Linked DNA regions of Mus musculus: all the other regions are linked to region 2. Evidence: chromatin contacts called from public Hi-C and HiChIP or PLAC-seq data. All regions are on one chromosome and are shown on one strand. The core of a region is the stretch at or near the end of the contact, and the rest is flanking DNA. Distances in the headings are between cores, read along the strand shown. Region 1 has its middle 11 kb from the start of Gm33404. Region 2 holds the start of Fam78b (family with sequence similarity 78, member B). Region 3 has its middle 36 kb from the start of Gm33404.

Region 1 (2,700 bases), core at 168-2,667, 160 kb before region 2:
AAAAATGTTAAGAATATCAAGGAAGAGAAAGATGAAAGCTATCTTACAAGATATCCCTTTTAGCAGTATGGTGGTATGTGTCCCAGGAGTTTACTTCATTTCAGGTCCCTAAGACATGCAATTTGGGATTCATCTAGCTGAGAAAGAAGGCCAGAATCTTTTAAATTCAGGTCCCCAGGATGTTCCTATATGCACTAAGAACTTACTGGTAGATTAAGACAATAGGGCACAAGCTACCTAAACCTCAAGAGCTTTACATTCATGTGATATACAGCATTTCCTCACAGTTGTAACTCGCACATACTAAGCAGTTTGGCATGATACCAAACAGGCTGGATGCAAACACACAGGAAGATACAAAACGACCTGCCGCGGGGCCAGAATCTGTGCAGCAAACGCCAAGTACCAGAAAGACTCCAGAGAGAGATGAGTCTTAAAATGAGAAATAGTCTCTTAAGAAAAAGTAGACAGGTTTTTTTTGTTTTTGTTTTTTATGGAAATGGGGGAGAGATTTCAGAACAACTTAAGTCTTAAACTCAATCAAGTACTGAAATCCTAGCAGTTTATGAGCAGTCTAATATTCTGGTGAGGAACAGGTTGGAGATGACCAGCTGCCATTCCTGTCTCCACTCGAGGAGAGGACTGCTATAGCATCTGAACATATGCCCTTTAATCCCTAGTTTATAAATACTCACCATGCCTGGTCTGCTCCCAGGCTGCCATACTCAATATCAACCAACGTTTTACATGGATATTGGTAGAACTATCAATACAGATAAAGTCACACGAATTATAACAGATAAGGAATAGATAACAGAAGGGAAGCAGAAACATCAAATAGCAGGTGAAGCAACCTCTGTGCTTTCCTTCCTAGCTATACTCTAAGGCATTCTTCACTCGGGGATGAAGGGGGAATTCTCTTAAAGTTAGTGAGTGTCACATAAAGGGAAACACAAAACCTGAAAAGAATAGGGAAAGGCAAAAAAAAAAAAAGAATAGGGAAAGGCTTCATAAATACACATCTGGCACCAAGGAGTTAAGCAACCAACCGCCTGTACTTTGGAAGAAAAAAAAAAAAATCAAAGGACGCAAGTTAAGAATCTGCTGTGTCAGTAAGAGCTTAGAGAGGAAGAGAGAGAGAGAAGGGGGAGGGGCGAGTCACGGGAGAGATTAGGAGAACAATAAGGACCTTTTCCTTTTACACCTGCCCCAGCGTCAAAGAGAAGAGTGGGGCAGATACAAGCCCGCTGACAAATGGAAGGCACATTAGCTAACGATTAGCAGAAAATGATCTACATGCTAAGCTTTACTCAGTGAAAAAGAAGGACAAGAAGCCAGAGACGATTAGGAGCTGCTGCGACAGCATCAGAAAGCCATAGGAGAGCAAGTGCCAGAAGCCGGGGAGGGCTCTGGCAGCTGGAAGGCAGCACATTAGCAGGGCCCCGGCTTCCTAGAGCCTAGGGAATTGGTAATAAACCTGGACTTGCCAAGGCTGTCTTGTCAGATGGAGCGGCACGGTGGGGCTTCAGGGGGCTGCAAAAGTGTGGTTCCAAATTTCTCCAGAGGCCCAGGAAACTGTGGATGGTGCCAAGGAGTGAGACTATTTCAAGTGCATCTGTGTGGATGCACAGTGCGCAGAAATACATGTGAACACACACTAACCGACACGGAAGGCAAGGCTAGCCCATTTCTTAGGGCAAAGTACACTGCCTGTAAAATTCATGTCTCCATACGTTGAAACGACTTCAATGACAAATCAGTCTCACTCCAGAACTCTTACAGAGTAAGTTCTGTTGTCTGTCACTACTACCATGGTTGAAATACTTACCTTTAATAATCAAGTGCCACACTGGAGTTAAGCATGCCACATGCACTCATTTCATTCACCTCTCAAAACAACCTTATGCTTAGTGTCATTTTAAAGTTCAATGACTTTCAGTGATCTTTAAAGTGCTACCACTTACATAGGAACAACAGAGGAAGAAGGTCTTCCCAGATCAGTCTGCCTTAGAGTAAACTTCAGTCTTAGCATTTGTTCATAGCAAGAACCAAAAACTGTCCCTTTACCTCCCATCGCATAACACACATTCGTGATGTGGGGGTTAAGTGGGATGCCACTGTGAGCCCCCTAATGCCACATAGGTTGCACCTCTGTTAGAACAGAAGCTTAGAATTTTCCGGCTGAGTTTAAATCCCTCTATAGCCGAGATACTTTGACATCCATGTAATCCTCAACTTCCTCAAGTACGAATAAGGAAATCACGCATGGCACACATGATCGTTGTAAACTCCCAACTCCGTAGATAGCTAGCAGCATTGTAAGTCTAGGATTTCATCCTCATTGTAAACTGACCTCACTATAACCACATGAAAACTAATCCGTGCACTGAAAAGATGACCCAGTGGCTAAAAATCTGCTGCATAAGCGTAAAAACCTGAGTTCAGATTCCTAGCACCCACTGGTGTGAAGCTGGGTGTGGTAATGGACATTTGTAACCTCAGCACTGGGAGGCAGAGATAGGGGGATCCTGGGGTCTTGTTGATATGAGTGGGGGGAAGGCTTATGGAGGTGGGGGTAAATCTGGGAAGATTAAGAGAGGGAATTGCTGGTGAGCATGCTCAAAGTACATTGCATGAAATTCTCAAAGAATTAGTTAATTTTTCATAAGGTTAAAGTGGAGAGCAACTCAGTGATGACCT
Region 2 (2,700 bases), core at 78-2,577:
CTACCTAGATGATTCCACTAAGTACAACTTGTCTAAAGACACAAGACATTCAAAAGGCAGTGTTTCCCAAGGAGCTCCAACAACCCCCCCCCCCAACACACACACACACATACACACTGTGTGTTGTTCTGATAAGAGTATTTTCAGAGATTGTGGAGGGGTGATATGAAAACAGGCCATGAGTAGACTGAGCTGGTGCCTCGACTAACACTGGCATTTGGGGTGATTTTGTGTCAGCCTCCAATGGGATTTCTCAGGTTTCACTCTCAATACTGTGGTGCAAAAAAATAAAATTAAATTAAAAAATAAAGCTTCTACTAGACTAAAGGAAAATGCGGACCAGTGAACGAGGTAGTAAATCTATTTCGTGGCACTGCTGGAGGTCACACCCAACTCTAACAAACTATATCACAACGATACATCTCAGCTGGAGCTGATTCTCCAACATCTCTCCTCCCGCAGCCTCACCGTACCCCACTGTGGTTCCCTCTATACTCTGAACCGCGCCGCGCCCTCCCGGCCCCACCCATCCCAATAAGCAGGGTCCCGCTTCTACACCCCACTATCACCCGCGGGGCGCCACCTACCGGGGTCCCGGCCCCGCCCAACCCCACGTGCCGCGCCCCGCCCGGGAGCTAGCGGCCCTTTAAACACCCCCACCCTTGCACACTACCCCCCCCCCCGGACGGCAGCCGAAGAGGGACAAACTCATGGCGTACAGCCAGTCTCTTCCGCGGAGCTTGTCCCCCGTAGCCCTAGCCCGCTGGGCTCTCCGCCCGGGGCTACGGTCCCCTGGCGCCCCCCACACGCCCCCGCAGCCGGATGCGGGAGTGTGGGCGCTGTCCGGCTCCAGGGCGGGGCGGGAGGGAACACGGACTCCGCCGCCGCCGCCTGCCTCCGCCTGCCGCTCGGGCCGCCCGCTCGCCCGCCGCTGGGTGCGCTGCACGCGGGGGGCAGCCGCGGTGCAGCAGAGGTTCATGCAGCGGCGGCGGCGGCGGCGGCTGCTGCTGCTGCCGCCGCGGAAACAGACAAACCGGGCGCTGCCGCCGCCACCCTCCCGCAGCTCCATGCCGCCGCCGCCGCCTCCTCCTCCTCCTCTCCGGCGAAGGGCGGGGGGCTCCGGCCCGGGGTGGGCACCACTCCTCGCAGCGCCGCTCCCCTCCCTGCCCTCCGCCGGGGCACGGGAGCCGGAGAGAGCGCCCGCCGCCTCCTAGGAGCGCACGCTCCGCGCGCCCTTGCTGGAGCGAGGAGGCGGGCGTGGGCGGGCGTCGGGGCAGCCGCGACCCAGCGCGCGGAAAGGGGAGGGGGCTTCCCCGGAGGATGCCCCGCGGCGGCGGCTCCTCGCTCTTAGGCGCTAGCTGAGCTGGACCGGGAGCGAGCGGCGCGTCGCCATGCCGGCGTGACGGGTGCCCGCGGCTGCCCGCGCCGGGCCCCCGCGCTGCCCCACGCCGCGCCGCGCCGGCGCCGGGCGGCAGGATGGGCTGTATCCAAAGCATCACCTGCAAGGCGCGGATCCGGCGCGAGAACATCGTGGTGTACGATGTGTGCGCCACCATCGACCAGTGCCCCACGCGCATCGAGGAGACCTCGCCCATCGTCCTGCGCTACAAGACCCCTTACTTCAAAGCCTCGGCCCGTGTGGTCATGCCCCCCATCCCCCGCCACGAGACCTGGGTGGTGGGCTGGATCCAGGCATGCAACCAGATGGAGTTCTTCAACACCTACAGCGACCTGGGCATGTAAGCGACCGGCCACGCCACGCGGCGCGGGAGCGGGGTCCTGGCCCCTTTCTCCACTCTCCATTCTGAACCCCCTCCCCAACCCCTCTTACCGTTGCCCCCATCTCTTTCCGAACCTTCCTCCTGCCTCCCCACCCACCTCCCTCCTCCCTGCGCTTTTGTTTCAGTGACAGGGCGGGTGACGGGAGGCTCCTCGCGAAGGCATTTTCTCGTGCTTTGCTTCTGACTTCCTCGGAGAGGCGAGGAGAATAGTGAGGGGCAGGAAGAACGCGACTGGGAGGGTACAAGAGGCAAAGATAGGATGATTGGCGATTGTCGTGGGAGTTTGGGGGCGCAGTCTGTATTTGTGGGTCTCCCTGGGAAGTTTGGGGAGAGGAGTGGAGTCCCGGGGGCGCATGGGCTGTGTCGTGCGTCTTTTGGAGAAAATCAAGCTGGCTTGGAAGAGAAGGTCCAGGGTGTAGGAATGGGAGTTAGAGGTTCTGCCTTTGCTTCCCAGGCCAGCGAGCCTAAGGAGCATCTCTGCCTGGAATCTCCAGCTGGGCAGAAAGCCCCTCTAGCTATGCGCCCTGAGGACCAATTCTGGGGCGGTGGGGAGCTGGAAGGCACCGGATGCTCCCGGGCCAAGAGAAACTGGTGGCCTTGTGCTAGCCTGGTGTAACACGAGGTGTTTCTTAGGCTCAAGGAAAGGATGAGACACTTCATCTGTCTGGGGTCTTTACTTTTCAAAACTTTCCTAATTGCGGCGCTGGAAGGGATTCCCAGGCGCCCACCGCCTATCCAGTCGGCTGGCTGGGAGCTCTCCAACTTCCTTCAGCAGCGCCGGTTAGAGCGCGCTGAGGGTTTGGCAGCTGCGGTGCACCTAGATCGCCAGGGCTCTGCGGCCGCCAGGGGCGGACATCCTGCCCTGGAACCACACTAGCTTTGAGAGGTCGTGTTCTGGACTTTTTTATCTACTAGATTT
Region 3 (2,700 bases), core at 189-2,688, 180 kb before region 2:
ATAGCAGCAACTACGAACACATTCAACACTTCCCTCTGCTATTCAGATGGATTACACAGTATTCAATCTTGCCACCTATTTTCATTTGTTTGCTTATTTGATTTTTGTTTCTGAGATATTTGCCCAGGCTGGCTTTGCCCAAACTAGCTGACACTCTGACCTTGATCCTCCTGCTTCCCTGCTCCTAGTGTGGGACTAGAGGCATGCACTACCATACCTGGCAGATGTGTGTGTGTGTGTGTGTGTGTGTGTGTGTGTGTGTGTATGTGTGTGTGTGTGTGTGTGTGTGTGTGTGTGTGTGGTGTGTCCTCCTGTGTGTGTCTCTATGTGTGTGTATACCTGTTCATATGATTACATGTATGTGCATGTGTATGGTATGCATGTGTGCTTGTGTGTACCTGTGCATGTGAAGGCTAGAGGAGGACCTTAGTCCATTCCACAGGAAGCTTTGTTCACTTTGTTTCTTTCTTTGTTTGAAGGGTCTCTTACTGACCTAGAACTCTTCCAGAGTGGCTAGGCTGGCTGCTAAGCCAACCTCAGGGATCTTCCTGTCTCTGCTTCTCCATGCTTGGGTAATACGCATGCGCCCCATGCCTGGCTTTTTCACATGGATTCTGGAGATTGGACTCAGGTCTTTAGGCTTTTGCTGTAAGCTTTCTTCACCCACTGAGCTCAGTAACGGCTGCCTCACTGCCTCGATGCCTCCCTGCCACTTCCTGTGTGGTGTTGAAACTGATTAGCATTCGAATGTGCAGTTAGACCACAGTTTATCCAGGCTCCCATTGCCAGACACTTGTACTTCTTACTATATATTGGCTAAAATAACTTTTGCACACCTAACATTTTTACATATGTACATTTTAATCTACAGACAAGATTCTAGAGGAAGGTCTGGTGCATATGTAGTTTTCCTCACTATGAGCAGCTCTCCCCTTATAGAATTCCAGTCTGTGATTTGTGGCACTTCTTCCTGTGTCCAGAACCTTGCCAATGGTGTGCTGTTTAATGTGGATTTTGACACACACACACCCTTCACTACTAAATCTACAAAATCATTTCCTTAGCTGGACCTTTTTCTAGCTTTTCTAGTCTGTTTTATGGTCTGTTTGTCCACTCAGATACCCACATCCCACTGTTTTCATTACTGAAGTTGTAGAACGCCATTGCTCTTGAGAAGAGGCTAATTTGCCCTCACTAATGTTTGTCCTCAGAAACGCCCTTGGTCGCTCCAGTTTGTCTAAGTTTCCGTGTGAACTTCAGAACCAGCTTTCTTGGTTTGTGGACAACTGGATTAAATTTACAAACTAAAGAAAGTTGGCGTCTTTGTGACTTTTATTCTTCCTCAGAGCACGGCATATTACTTGCATCTGCTGGGCTCCAGTCTTGTGTGGCTTGCGTCATTTCTGATCTCACACCAACTGCTGTACAAAGGCCAGGAGATGACGGATAGCAAGTTAGAGTGACAAACAGGAAACAGATTTGTCTGTGCAAAAGTCAAGGGGCTTCTGTATTCTGGCCGCACAGGAAGGGTTAAGATTATACCCCGAAGGAAAAAGGAGGAGAAAAACATTGTCTCAGCTTGATGCTTCCTGTTGGCTATTTCAGTCCATTCTCGCTTTACAGATCATAACAAGGCCATGAGAAAGAATGCCCTTGGGATTAATTTACCCAGAACTGCAAACCACGGGTTACCATATGCCTCACACAGGAGCTTCAACAAATGCTAGAGGTTATAGTGTTAATGAATATGAAAGTGAAGAAAATATCATATATATGAAGTCAATTGTCAAATATCTTAGAATTCACAATTCAACCCTCTGTCAGCCGGCTTCTGAAGCCCGGACTGGATACTGTCTGATTCTCTCCTGGGGAAGTTCTCTTAGGTCAGTTCGCTTTGACAATGTTTATCAACCATCTGCTCTAAAAACCTTGAATATTAAACTCCCATTCCTGAAGTTATGCTAGGGAAAGCGTAATAATTTGTAAATTAAAAAAAGACGGTCATGTCACGTGAGCATGAGAGACGTAAAGGAGATGTCAGCTGATGTGACAGATTCCAGGAAGGCGTAGAGTGAGGTGAGTTCCAGGAGCCTTACTCAGTGGAGTAACAGCTGTTGGGCTCAATCCTCTCCTCTGTGTCCCCTCTCTTCCAGTCCCTGGCTCTCTCATCCTTCTCTCCTCTCCATTTCTCTCTGCTTGAAGTTCTCAGGCTGGCTGTTCTGGGAGCCCAGGCTGACATGGTAGCTCCAGGATTACCCACCTCACCTGGGTTCTCTCCAAGGAACTTCTGATGAGTTATGCTTCAGCCTCTCTCAGCAAGGTAGCCAAAGGATGGAGGGGGTGTATGATAAGTAGGATCCCTCACCCAGCCCAATACCTGTCCCCTAATCACATGGCTGAAGTCCAGGAAGAGCAATGGTTCATTTGCTGAGGGCTTAACCTTTGAGTAGTGCTGGGGACAAAGAAGCAGACACGGCAATGGTAGAAGTAAATGGGAACCCAGCCCCTCTCTGGGCTATCATGCAGACACTTAAAAATGCCTCTCAATATTAATATGACATAATAACGTGGGGAGGGGTGGTGAGGTGGTTGTTCTTCTAGAGGACTCAGGATTGGTTCTCAGCACCCACCTGATTGGAACTCCAATTCCAGAAGATCTGCTCTCCTCTTCTAAGCTCTGCGGGCGCCAGGCACTCACAT

What was found. Hi-C and Micro-C count contacts between places; a contact is called where the count stands out from the background. HiChIP or PLAC-seq counts read pairs in DNA pulled down with a chosen protein or histone mark.
Region 1: a contact with region 2 is called in a Hi-C map of the N1E-115 cell line, with 2.9 times the contacts expected there. The contact joins the enhancer-like site here to the promoter of Fam78b in region 2. A contact is called at or near these places in 3 of 39 promoter capture datasets (hippocampal neurons, neural stem cells and pre-B cells), 1 of 484 Hi-C or Micro-C datasets (the N1E-115 cell line), 4 of 115 datasets of contacts at active chromatin or transcription factors (embryonic forebrain, forebrain, large pre-B cells and 1 more) and 4 of 9 other capture datasets (adipose tissue, embryonic stem cells, liver and 1 more).
Region 3: a contact with region 2 is called in an H3K4me3 HiChIP or PLAC-seq map of the 230-238 cell line, with 27 read pairs. The contact joins the enhancer-like site here to the promoter of Fam78b in region 2. A contact is called at or near these places in 1 of 39 promoter capture datasets (pre-B cells), 2 of 15 datasets of contacts at CTCF or cohesin (the NIH/3T3 cell line and large pre-B cells), 4 of 484 Hi-C or Micro-C datasets (the 63-12 cell line, the C10 cell line, the N1E-115 cell line and 1 more), 5 of 115 datasets of contacts at active chromatin or transcription factors (the 230-238 cell line, bone marrow-derived macrophages, cardiomyocytes and 1 more) and 3 of 9 other capture datasets (adipose tissue, embryonic stem cells and liver).

Annotation. Positions count from the first base shown.
Region 1 is chr1:166,842,369-166,845,068 of GRCm38.p6, forward strand. No RefSeq gene overlaps it. Among named protein-coding and RNA genes, the nearest start is that of Gm33404, 11 kb to the right of the region's middle. Within about 2 kb of position 1,418, at least 41 of the 459 cell types and tissues checked have an H3K27ac peak or open chromatin away from gene starts, as enhancers often do. A contact at or near this core is called in the N1E-115 cell line, embryonic forebrain and neural stem cells, where this site is marked.
Region 2 is chr1:167,000,090-167,002,789 of GRCm38.p6, forward strand. It overlaps Fam78b (family with sequence similarity 78, member B), which reads left to right and starts at 1,328. Exons shown (of 3, transcript NM_175461.4): 1 at 1,328-1,739. The coding sequence starts at 1,477.
Region 3 is chr1:166,818,158-166,820,857 of GRCm38.p6, forward strand. No RefSeq gene overlaps it. Among named protein-coding and RNA genes, the nearest start is that of Gm33404, 36 kb to the right of the region's middle. Within about 2 kb of position 1,439, at least 60 of the 459 cell types and tissues checked have an H3K27ac peak or open chromatin away from gene starts, as enhancers often do. A contact at or near this core is called in the 230-238 cell line, the 63-12 cell line, adipose tissue and 2 more, where this site is marked.